Linked DNA regions of Macaca mulatta: region 1 is linked to region 2. The links are chromatin contacts, called in public Hi-C maps. All regions are on one chromosome and are shown on one strand. Each heading gives the region's core, a stretch centred on a gene start, on an enhancer-like site or on the middle of the called end of the contact. The rest is flanking DNA. Distances are from core to core; before and after follow the strand shown. Region 1 holds the start of COX20 (cytochrome c oxidase assembly factor COX20). Region 2 holds the start of EFCAB2 (EF-hand calcium binding domain 2).

Region 1 (4,755 bases), core at 110-2,609, 140 kb after region 2:
ACTGAATCTAGGATTTACTGTGTGTATGCAAGGATCTTTTTTTTTTTTTTTTTTTAAAAACAAACCACTAAGCTTATTCCAAATGGGCAGTGTATGGGAGAGTAAAAATAGATAAGGCACCAGTAGTACGTAAACTGACAAAACCTGTTCGCTATTAAGTATGAAAACAATTTATACAATATGTGTTAATATTAACCGTATGATCTGATGTCTTGGCCAAATTTAGATGGAAGCCCACCAGAGAAGCAAGCAAGAGCAAGAAGTGAGCACAATTTCCAAGCTGAGAGAATATCTTAAAAGTATATATTAGGAGCCGTTTAGCACACAGTGGTCTTCTATAAATACTTGCTCATGATTAGCCAATGTTACGATCTCCATAGTTTATATTAAAACTTTTTTCCTCTTCCATTATCCTTTTCTGAATACCTGTTCTGCCCTGAGAATAGAAATTGGGTTCCCTGCTCTTAATAAGGAGCCCACGCAAGATCATTTATTGCCTTCCAATATGATAAGTGTAACGACGTACAGGATGCCTGGGAAGACGGGGAAAGTACCTAAGTCGGCTTTGGTGAAACACAGGAGCCCTTCCAGGGAGAGCGCTTGGTTTAGCTTTACTATACCAAGAATTTGGGTTTTATCCTTAAAGAGTTGGGATGGGCTGCTACGACCGGATGTTAGGCAGAGGGCTGAAAACTGTCCAGTTTACAGACTGGAAGGGGCCAGCGGATAACAGTGGAAGGTGGATTCAGGAGACAGTACAGGGACACCAGCTAGGGAGGCTACTGGTGATGGAGAAGAAAACCCATCATCTCATCGTAGTACAATCAAGTCATCCCTCATCAATTACTTACTCCTGTGTTAAAAGTGATGAATACAACGTGTTAAAGACAAGGCACCTGTCCTCAAGGGAGCTTTAATCTCTACTATTAGCCTTTACTAGCAAATTACAGTGCAGTGCCCTTAGCAGCAAAATTTTCTCGCCAAAAGATTCAGTATTGTTAGTTTATTTCATAATGACCTGTAGTAAGTCATTAGTACTACTGGTCCCCTCCTCCCCCTAGTTTTGGTCAATTTTGTCCCGGCAACTTAGATTAAAATGTTGGGGGCTGGGGATAAGGACTAGGAACAGTTAAGTTTCAAGCCCATGGGTGGCAGAGAAGCCAGTGGCACGTGCTCCGGGCCTTGGAGCTCCGCGGAGACCGTCCTCACCGCCCACCCGCGGCGCGCGCCCCGCCGACCCCCGGGTTACCTTCCTCTCCTTGGGCTCACCGGGCTCCGGCGCGGCGGCCATGAGGACGACTCCGCGACTCCACCCGCCCTCACCGCCGGGGTCGCCGGAGCAGAAGCCTGGCCAGCCGCGCCCCTCCCCGTCCCGCCCCCTTGCGCCGCCGCCTCCCGCCCCGTCCCCACGCGCCGGCCGCCATTTTAGGGAACGTTCCTAATACTCCGCAGTGGCCGCACCGGGACGGGCTGGTGCCTGGGCTGTCATGTCCTTTGTTCCATCGAACGGGCCACATTTTCTTCCCAGCCCGGCACACAGCCTGCAGGGTCGGGAGCACGGAAGGAGAAGGGTTCGGAAAACAAACCGGCTCCCGGATTCCTGGCGGGGCGGGGGCGGAACCGAGCCAGAGAGCTCCGCTTCCCGCCCCAGCCCCCTCCTCCGCCCCAACCGCCATTTCTAACCGTCTTCTCTGGCGCGCGTGCTCACGTGCACGAGCCCCGGGCGCGCGCCGAGGGGCGGGGCCGCGTTGGAGGGAGCGGGCGCGGCGCCGCTGCTTTGTCCCGCGGGGTGGGCCCCGCTGCGGGGGTCGGCGCAGCCCACAGCCCGCCCCAGCCCACCGACCCGGAAGGCGCTCAGCGCTGGCTCGGCGGCCCTCGTCCCCTAAGTGTCCTTTGTCCTTCCGGCCACGGGACGAGCCTTTGGTGCCGGGGCAGCCCCACTCCGCACCAGCAGCCATTTAGTCCCCAGCGCCTGCCTCGCGCAAACGGGGCTCCCACGCCCACCCCACTTCCTCCCTTTTATAGTTTCATTACTAAGTGGCTTTAAAATAGCACGGCGCAGTTCGCCTAAAGGAGACGGGGGACAAAATGGAGGGAGCGGCTCGCTAATGAACTTGCGTCAGGACGTTGGTGTCCGCGGGGAGGGCGCGCGTGGGGCGAAGTCTTCCTGCGTCCCCGAGGAAAAATGCCTCTGCAACGTGCATTTTTGATGTGAAGTCGTGTTCCACGTTTCACTCTTCCCTACGACTGCGCCATAACGTGAAACAAAATACTGCATATTGGCGAGCTCAAATCGAGAACGCGTGCGTGCAGGGTCGAGCCCATTTTTCAGCCATCCAAATAATACAAAGCAATTTTTTCTAGTATTTATAATTTTTCCCCTTTAACTTTATGCCTCCTTTATGTACTTTTACATTTCACGTTCAGGTTATATGTATTTCAAAGGGCACTCTTGGGAGACTGGACTTGTAGAGTATGTCATTGTGCAAAGTCATGCTGCTTCGAACTCTGCTGCTCGCTGGCAGACAGCAAGCGGTCACTGTTAACGATGTCGAATTCATAAGCACTGTTCATTGGGCGTATTCTTATTCCGTAACGACCTTACTTGCATGCCCATTTAATACCTTTCTAGATCCCAGTAAAATACACGGTGTAGGAGGTGTATGTGTCACAGTTAATTTTTTTAAAGTGAGGTGTGTGTGTGTGTGTGGGGGGGGGGGTTGGGGTTGTTTTTTGTTTTTGTTTCTGAAATTGTAGTTAGAAACTACATGCTGTGCCGGAACGCGGAGGCTCACTCCTGTAATCCCAGCACTTTGGAAGGCCGAGGCGGGAGGATCACGAGGTCAGGAGTTCGGGATCAGCCTGATCAACATGGTGAAACCTCGTCTCTGCTAAAAATACAAAAATTAGCCTGGCGTGGTGGGGGGCGCCAGTAATCCCAGCAACTCGGGAGCTTGAGGCAGTAGAATGGCTTGAAAACGGAAGGCGGAGGTTGCAGTGAGCCGAGATCGCGCCACTGCAGTCCAGCCTGGGAGAAAGATCGAAGGTCCGTCTGGGCGCGGGGAGAAACTACGTCCTGTTCTACTGTTTGCTAGGGAAAAAGAAGAGAGTCACCCTGCTGGTGATATCCTGCCAATTCTGGGTTCTCCGCTGAAATTCGAATGCTAACTATGCTTTGAACTCCAGATCTGAAAAACAGTGTTGAAGGTAGTAATATTCCGTGAAGGAGCGGGGAATTCTTTCGAAGTGGTTGTTGATTATGTTGTAAAAGGAAAACTGCAAAAGTACCAAGTAAAACACCACTGAGTCATCCTATTTTATTTTTATTGTGACTTTGAAAATTTGCTAGAGTAGACATTGTTGGGGTCCGTTTTATTTGCCTTTGAAAAGTATTTTCACATGGACGATTTAATTTTTTTTAATTTTTTATTATTTATTTATTTATTTATTTTGAGACAGAGTCTCACTTTGTCGCCCAGGCTGGAGTGCAGTGGTGCAATCTCAGGTCACTGCAACCTCTGCCTCCCAGGTTCAAGTGATTCTCCTGCCTCAGTCTCCTAAGTAGCTGAGATTACAGGCGCCCGCCACCACACCCGGCTAATTTTTGTATTTTTGGTAGAGAAAGGGTTTCACTATGTTGGCCAGGCTGGCCTCAAACTCCTGACTTCAGGTGATACGCCTGCTTCGGGCTTCCAAAGTGCTGGGATTACAGGCATGAGCCACTGTGCCTGGGCTATTTTAAAATTTTTATTTTCACAAAATTGCATAATACTTCCATTTTTAATTAACAGTTATAGAATGGAAAGTAAAAATCTCTCTCAGTTCTTTCTCTCCTTTTTAAGGTAAATATAACAGTTTGATGTCTCTCTTTCTAAACTCTTCTTTTTCCTTCTTAAAAAAATTATTTGTAGAGATGGGAGGTGGGGGGTGGTGTCTCACTATGTTGCCCAGGCTGGTCTCAAACTTCTGGACTGAAGTGATCCTCCTGCCTCACCCTCCCAAAGTGCTGGGATTACAGACATGAGCTTTGGCACCCGGCTTTTTCTTTTTCTTTTCTTTTCTTTTTTTTTTTTTTGAGGCGGAGTCTTGCTCTGTCGCCCAGGCTGGAGTGAGTGGCGCGATCTAGGCTCACTGCAAGCTCTGCCTCCCGGGTTCCCGCCATTCTCCTGCCTCAGCCTCCCGAGTAGCTGGGACTACAGTCGCCGCCACCGCGCCCGGCTAGTTTTTTGTATTTTTTTAGTAGAGACGGGGTTTCACCGTGTTAGCCAGAATGGTCTCGATCTCCTGACCTCGTGATCCGCCCGTCTCGGCCTCCCAAAGTGCTGGGATTACAGGCCTGAGCCACCGCGCCCGGCCGGCACCCGGCTTTTTCGTAATTAAATATTATCACATGAGGCCAGGTGCGGTGGCTCGTGCCTGTAATCCTAGCATTTTGGGAGGCCGAGGCGGGTGATCAGCTGAGGTCAGGAGTTCTAGAGCAGCCTGGCCAACATGGCGAAACCTTGTCTCTACTAAAAATACAAAAATTAGCCGGAAGTGGTGGCACACGCCTGTAATCCCAGCTACTTGGGAGGCTGCGGCAGGAGAATCGCTTGAACCCGGGAGTCAGAGGTTGTGGTGAGCCAAGATCGCACTATTGCACTCCAGCCTAGGCAACAAGAGCGAAACTTCGTCTCAAAAAAAAAAAGAAAAAAAATTATCACATGAATACCTGTATTTTGTCTTCATTAAAACAACACTGGAATATATTGGGTA
Region 2 (4,825 bases), core at 2,146-4,645:
CACTACCCAAAGCTTAGTACCCATAAAACAGTATATTACATTACCAAAATCAGCCTGCGGGTCAATGTATATACCCCTATTTAAATTAATAAATCATTCAGGCTTGCACATCAGTCTTTTATGAGTTTAGTTGAGTGAATCCTCAAAACTTAATCAATTCTAATTGGTTAGATGTAATTTCTGAAAATTCAAAATACAGTAGCTGGCAATCAAAATAGTAATGGACTATTTCCATTAAAAGATCACCAAAGTGAGTCTCTACTTAGTTTATCCCCTGAAAAAATGCCTTTATTTCATAATACCCTTCAAACTGCAACTAGTTAATCCATAAAACTGTTAACAATAAATGAGATATAGCATATGAGTGCTTCTGGAACTTTGTTTTTTTTTTTTTTTTTTTTTGAGACGGAGTTTTACTCTGTCGCCAGGCTGGAGTGCAGTGGCGCGATCTTGGCTCACTGCAGCCTCCGCCTCCTCAGTTCAAGCGATTCTCCTGTCTCAGCCTCCCGAGTAGCTGGGACTACAGGGCGTGCCACCACGCCCGGCCTTCTCAAACTTTAATGTACATACAAATCACCCACAGACATGTTAAAATGAAGACTGATTCACTAGGTCGGGGACAGCCAGTGATGTCCAGGCTGCTGTCCACGGACTACAAGGATACACACCTAGCACAGTGGTTGGCACCGAGACTACTCAGCCCAGTTAACTATTCCCTCCCATTTGTATATATCTCATCTCCCTTACTGATCTCACCTTTCTTGGAAGCAAAGACAATGACTTTTTCATCTTTGTATCTTTCAAAGTTCTAAGTAGAATGAATGCCTTATCTACATAATGGCATTAGATATATGTATTCTGAATGAATGGCATCCACCTTTTAACAGTGATTATTTCTTCTATGAGAATTGTTTCTCTGAATTTATTTTAAATAGAAAAATAGTTCAAAAGCTGAAAAATCAGGAAAACTCTCAATTTTAAAAACCGATAAATACTGTATTTGTACCATACTCCAGTGCGTTTTTTCTCATGCTGACCTAACCTTTTTTAAGAAAATAAATATCCATAATTACCTGCTAGTTTATCTCCTAATGGTTTTCCTTTTTTTTTTTTTCTTTTTTTTTTTTGGTAAATAAAAATAAGCCATCAATTTTTCAGGGAAAGTTTTAAAACCACCCTTTTCTTTGTATGCAAGGGCACCTTTGTAAAGTAATACCTATAAAATAATCCTGGCTTCTCGGATTAATATTATATAAAAATCACAGTATCCTTGTTATCAATAGGTAGACCGTTGGCACAGTTTCATGTGTGTCTTCGCCGATTTTCTGTGATCACCGGAACAAGTGACTAAATATCTCAGGATTCGTTTCTTCCCTTGTAAATATTAGCTGTTAACCTGACCACACTTGGTTCTGTGCAGAGAAAAATGGTTTGAGGGGGTGTTTTGAGCACTCCAGAAAGAAAACAAAGGAGGAATATTTTCACTTCCTACTTGTTTACCTTTACTGTTTTATGGCTTTTTGGATATTTTTGGGTAACACAATTATTTTTGAGTACCTAAGGGCATGGTAACCAAGGATCGGGTTTTAATCCTACCATTAATCACACCATGAATTGAAAACAACATGAAAGGTCTTGCAAATAAACGTAATCACTTTTTGGCGTCTCCGCACAGGCAACACACCGATGCCTCTGATCTGGCGACCTTAAGCCTCGAAGCGCAGTCCCGCCTCTGCAGGCGGCCACCGCGCGGGGCTGGGTGGTCCCCCGGGGACCGCGAGCGGTTCCAAGGTCTCCGCCAGATTTTGGTTTTCATCTTTATTAAAACTGCTGTTTAGGTGTGTGTCTTTTTTTTCTTTTTTTTTTTTTTAAGACAAGACAACAGGCCAGTTGCGCGACGCAAGCCGGCCGCGGGGCAGGCATTTCGGAGCACCGGGAAGCTCGGAGGCAGCGGCGGTGACCTCCAGACCGTCCTCCTGCGTCCTCATTAAGGAGGCAAAATGGTGGCCGCGAACGCCATCAGGCTGCGCCAGGGCGGGGTTTCGGCGCCAACACAGAGGATCCCGCCAGATTCTGGCGGCCAGAACTCCTCCTCACCCAGGCCACCCCCCGGGGCCCACAGCCTGGACCGCTACGGGCGTGGCACCTGCGGCACCGAGACCCCCGGCGAGGGTGTGGAGGCGGCGACGACTTCCCCGCGACAGTGAACAACGACGCCATTATCAGCACCCCCTGCCGGCGCCTCCGGCGCAGCCCGCGCAGGAGCCGAGGCCCGGCCTCCGAGGGAGGGGGAAGGAGGACGCGGCGGGAGGAGAGGAAGAGGGGGAGGAGGGCGAGAGGAGGGGAGAGAGAACAGGGCGGGAGGAGGGAGGAGACGGCGGGAGGAGGGAGAAGAAGGCGGGAGGAGGGAGAAGAAGGCGGGAGGAGGGGAGACAGGCGGGGCGGGGCGGAGCGGCAGGCCGGGCTGGCTGCGGGGACGGGGGCAGGGCGGCGGCGGCTGCTGCTGCTGCGGGATGGCCCCCTCCTCGGGCCACCCTCTCCCTGCGGCTGGGGACTCCAGATGGACGAGGGCCCACCCCACCCGGCGCTTCCCCGTGCGACCCGGTGTCGCGGCGGGCGGCGAGGCCAGCGGCTCCCCGTCGCCCCTACCTTACCTTCCCTGTCTTTCTCGTCCGCCATCTTGCTGCGGAGCCGGTCGCCTGGGAGATGCCTAACGATAACCTCGGCCGCGGTGTCCCGGCCTGCTCAGCGCCCCGCGGCGAGCCTGGCTTGGAGGAGGGGCCGCTCCGAATTCTGGGGGAGGAAGACCCTTGGGCGGGGCGGGGCGGGGAGAAGGCTCCGAGCGCGCGCCGCGTCCCCGCTTCCCGCCACGACCCTCGCGCTGGGGGAAGACCAGAAGCCGCGTCTGCCACCCGGCCCCCAACCTTGTCCCTGCAGACCCGAGGCCGGGGCCCGACTAGTCGCGGGCCTAGCAGTGTTACTTCATCACACGCTCCCCAGCCCCCCTTCCCTTATTTCTCATCCATTTGGGGACAGCACGCGCGCGCACACACCCTCGCCCCTCCTGTCCTGTTTGTGCGACGTGGCGTTGCTCGATTTTTGTTGTGAACTGCAGATTTTGAAAAGCGCCGGAGAGCTAGGTGAAGAGCTGGGCTCCCGAGGGGGTGACAGAACCAGCCCGCGGCCCGACCTCCTCCTCCCGCTTCCCATCGGCCCGGCTGCTGCAGAACGGCCGCGCCTGCCCTCCCGGTTTCTCCCGTCCAGTCCTCACCGTCCTTTCCCAGAGAAAGCGGCAGCACAGCCTATGACAACTAAGCTGAAACGGAAAAACTGGGCCGGGCGCAAGAGGAAACCAGAGCCATTCGACTATTATTACTAGAGGAGAGGAATAGCTGTAGAAAAACATGCGCAAAATAGGCACAAACATTGCGTCGTCAAGGCTGCAATGTCTCATACAAAATAGAAGGTTCTCATAGCAACAAAAACGTGCCCATGTTGTGCTCAGTGTTAACATGCGTTAAAATGTTCTTAGTTGTGAAATTTGACATGACCGCTGGTTAAAGTTACAATGGAAGTTTTAAATCCTGCTTTCCGGAAACTTTGCAGCCATAGCATGAGGTTAAATTTTTCTTATTTTCAGGACAAGTTTACTTATACTGGAATATAGTAAAGCTCTTTTTATAAAGAGCTTTGAATAAAATACCTAACGATGTGGTTCAAACGAACACATTTTCAAAACTAATTTTAAATGGTATTTCAGTGCATATGTTATGTAAAAGCAATTTATAAACTAAATTAAATTTTAAGAGCCTTCAAAATACAAAGTACTCGTATTTAATGACTTAACAGTTTTAATGCTTTTATTCTGTTTCTATAATCTCTCAGGAAATCCTGACTATATTTTTATTAAAATAACTTTTTCTGTAGAAGATACCCATTTGGTGCTGTGATCAGCATTCTGCCTGAAATTGAATATAAACAACTGAATCATTACAAAATGGCTCATGTTAGAAGATACTTAAAACGAATACAATCTTGTACAGTAAATTTTTAACACCCCAAAATAACGAAAAGTAATTATTAGCATTCATTTATATCTACATCTCAGTCAATATGATCTAAATATTTGTGTTTAAAGCCTCCCCCTCTCCATATAGATAATGAAGGGCTTTGAAATAAGTGTAGGAAACCCTAAGTTTGGTCTCAGGCTTGCTATTCATTCACTATGCTTTTTCGTCTGCTGTTTACAGTTTCCTTTTTCTGGAGCGTCTTTCTCTGCTCTCTCCCCCGCCATCATTTCAGCTTCCCACAAACACACATTTGTCCCCTCCTGGTTGTCATGCAGGATGACTGTCTTTGTTTTTGTTTTTGTCTTTTGTTTTTCGAGACAGGGTCTCGCTCTGTCCTCCGGGATGGAGTGCAGTGGTGCGATCTCTGCTCACAGCAGCTTCCGCCTCCCGGTCTCAAGTGACCCTCCCACCTCAACCTCCCAAGTAGCTGGGAGGAGAGGCTTGCGCCACCATGTCTGCTAGTTTTTGTATTTTTTGTAGAGACAGTGTTTCCCCCTGTTGCCCAGGCTGCTCTCAAACTCCTGAGCTCAAGCGATCTGCCGCCTGCCTCGGCCTCCCAAAGTTCTGGGATTGCAGGTGTGAGCCACCGTGCCTGGCCAGGATGACCTTCTCGAAGTCACCTACTAATTGAAGCTCTCCCTCTCAGCCTTTTCCTCTATGGCCCCATACTCATAGAGCCTCCCACATTGATTTGCAATGCTTTCTTTTTTTTTTTTTTTTTTTTTTTTTTGAGACGGAGTCTCGCTCTGTCACCC

What was found. A called contact is a pair of places that touch in the nucleus more often than the background predicts.
Region 1: a contact with region 2 is called in a Hi-C map of cortical neurons, with 4 times the contacts expected there. The contact joins the promoter of COX20 here to the promoter of EFCAB2 in region 2. A contact is called at or near these places in 4 of 14 Hi-C or Micro-C datasets (blood, cortical neurons, fetal cortex germinal zone and 1 more).

The regions. Positions count from the first base shown.
Region 1 is chr1:4,274,864-4,279,618 of T2T-MMU8v2.0, forward strand. COX20 (cytochrome c oxidase assembly factor COX20) reads right to left here and starts at 1,360. Exons shown (of 4, transcript NM_001257785.1): 1 at 1,250-1,360. The coding sequence starts at 1,291.
Region 2 is chr1:4,136,933-4,141,757 of T2T-MMU8v2.0, forward strand. It overlaps EFCAB2 (EF-hand calcium binding domain 2), which reads right to left and starts at 3,396. Exons shown (of 6, transcript XM_077998155.1): 1 at 3,272-3,396.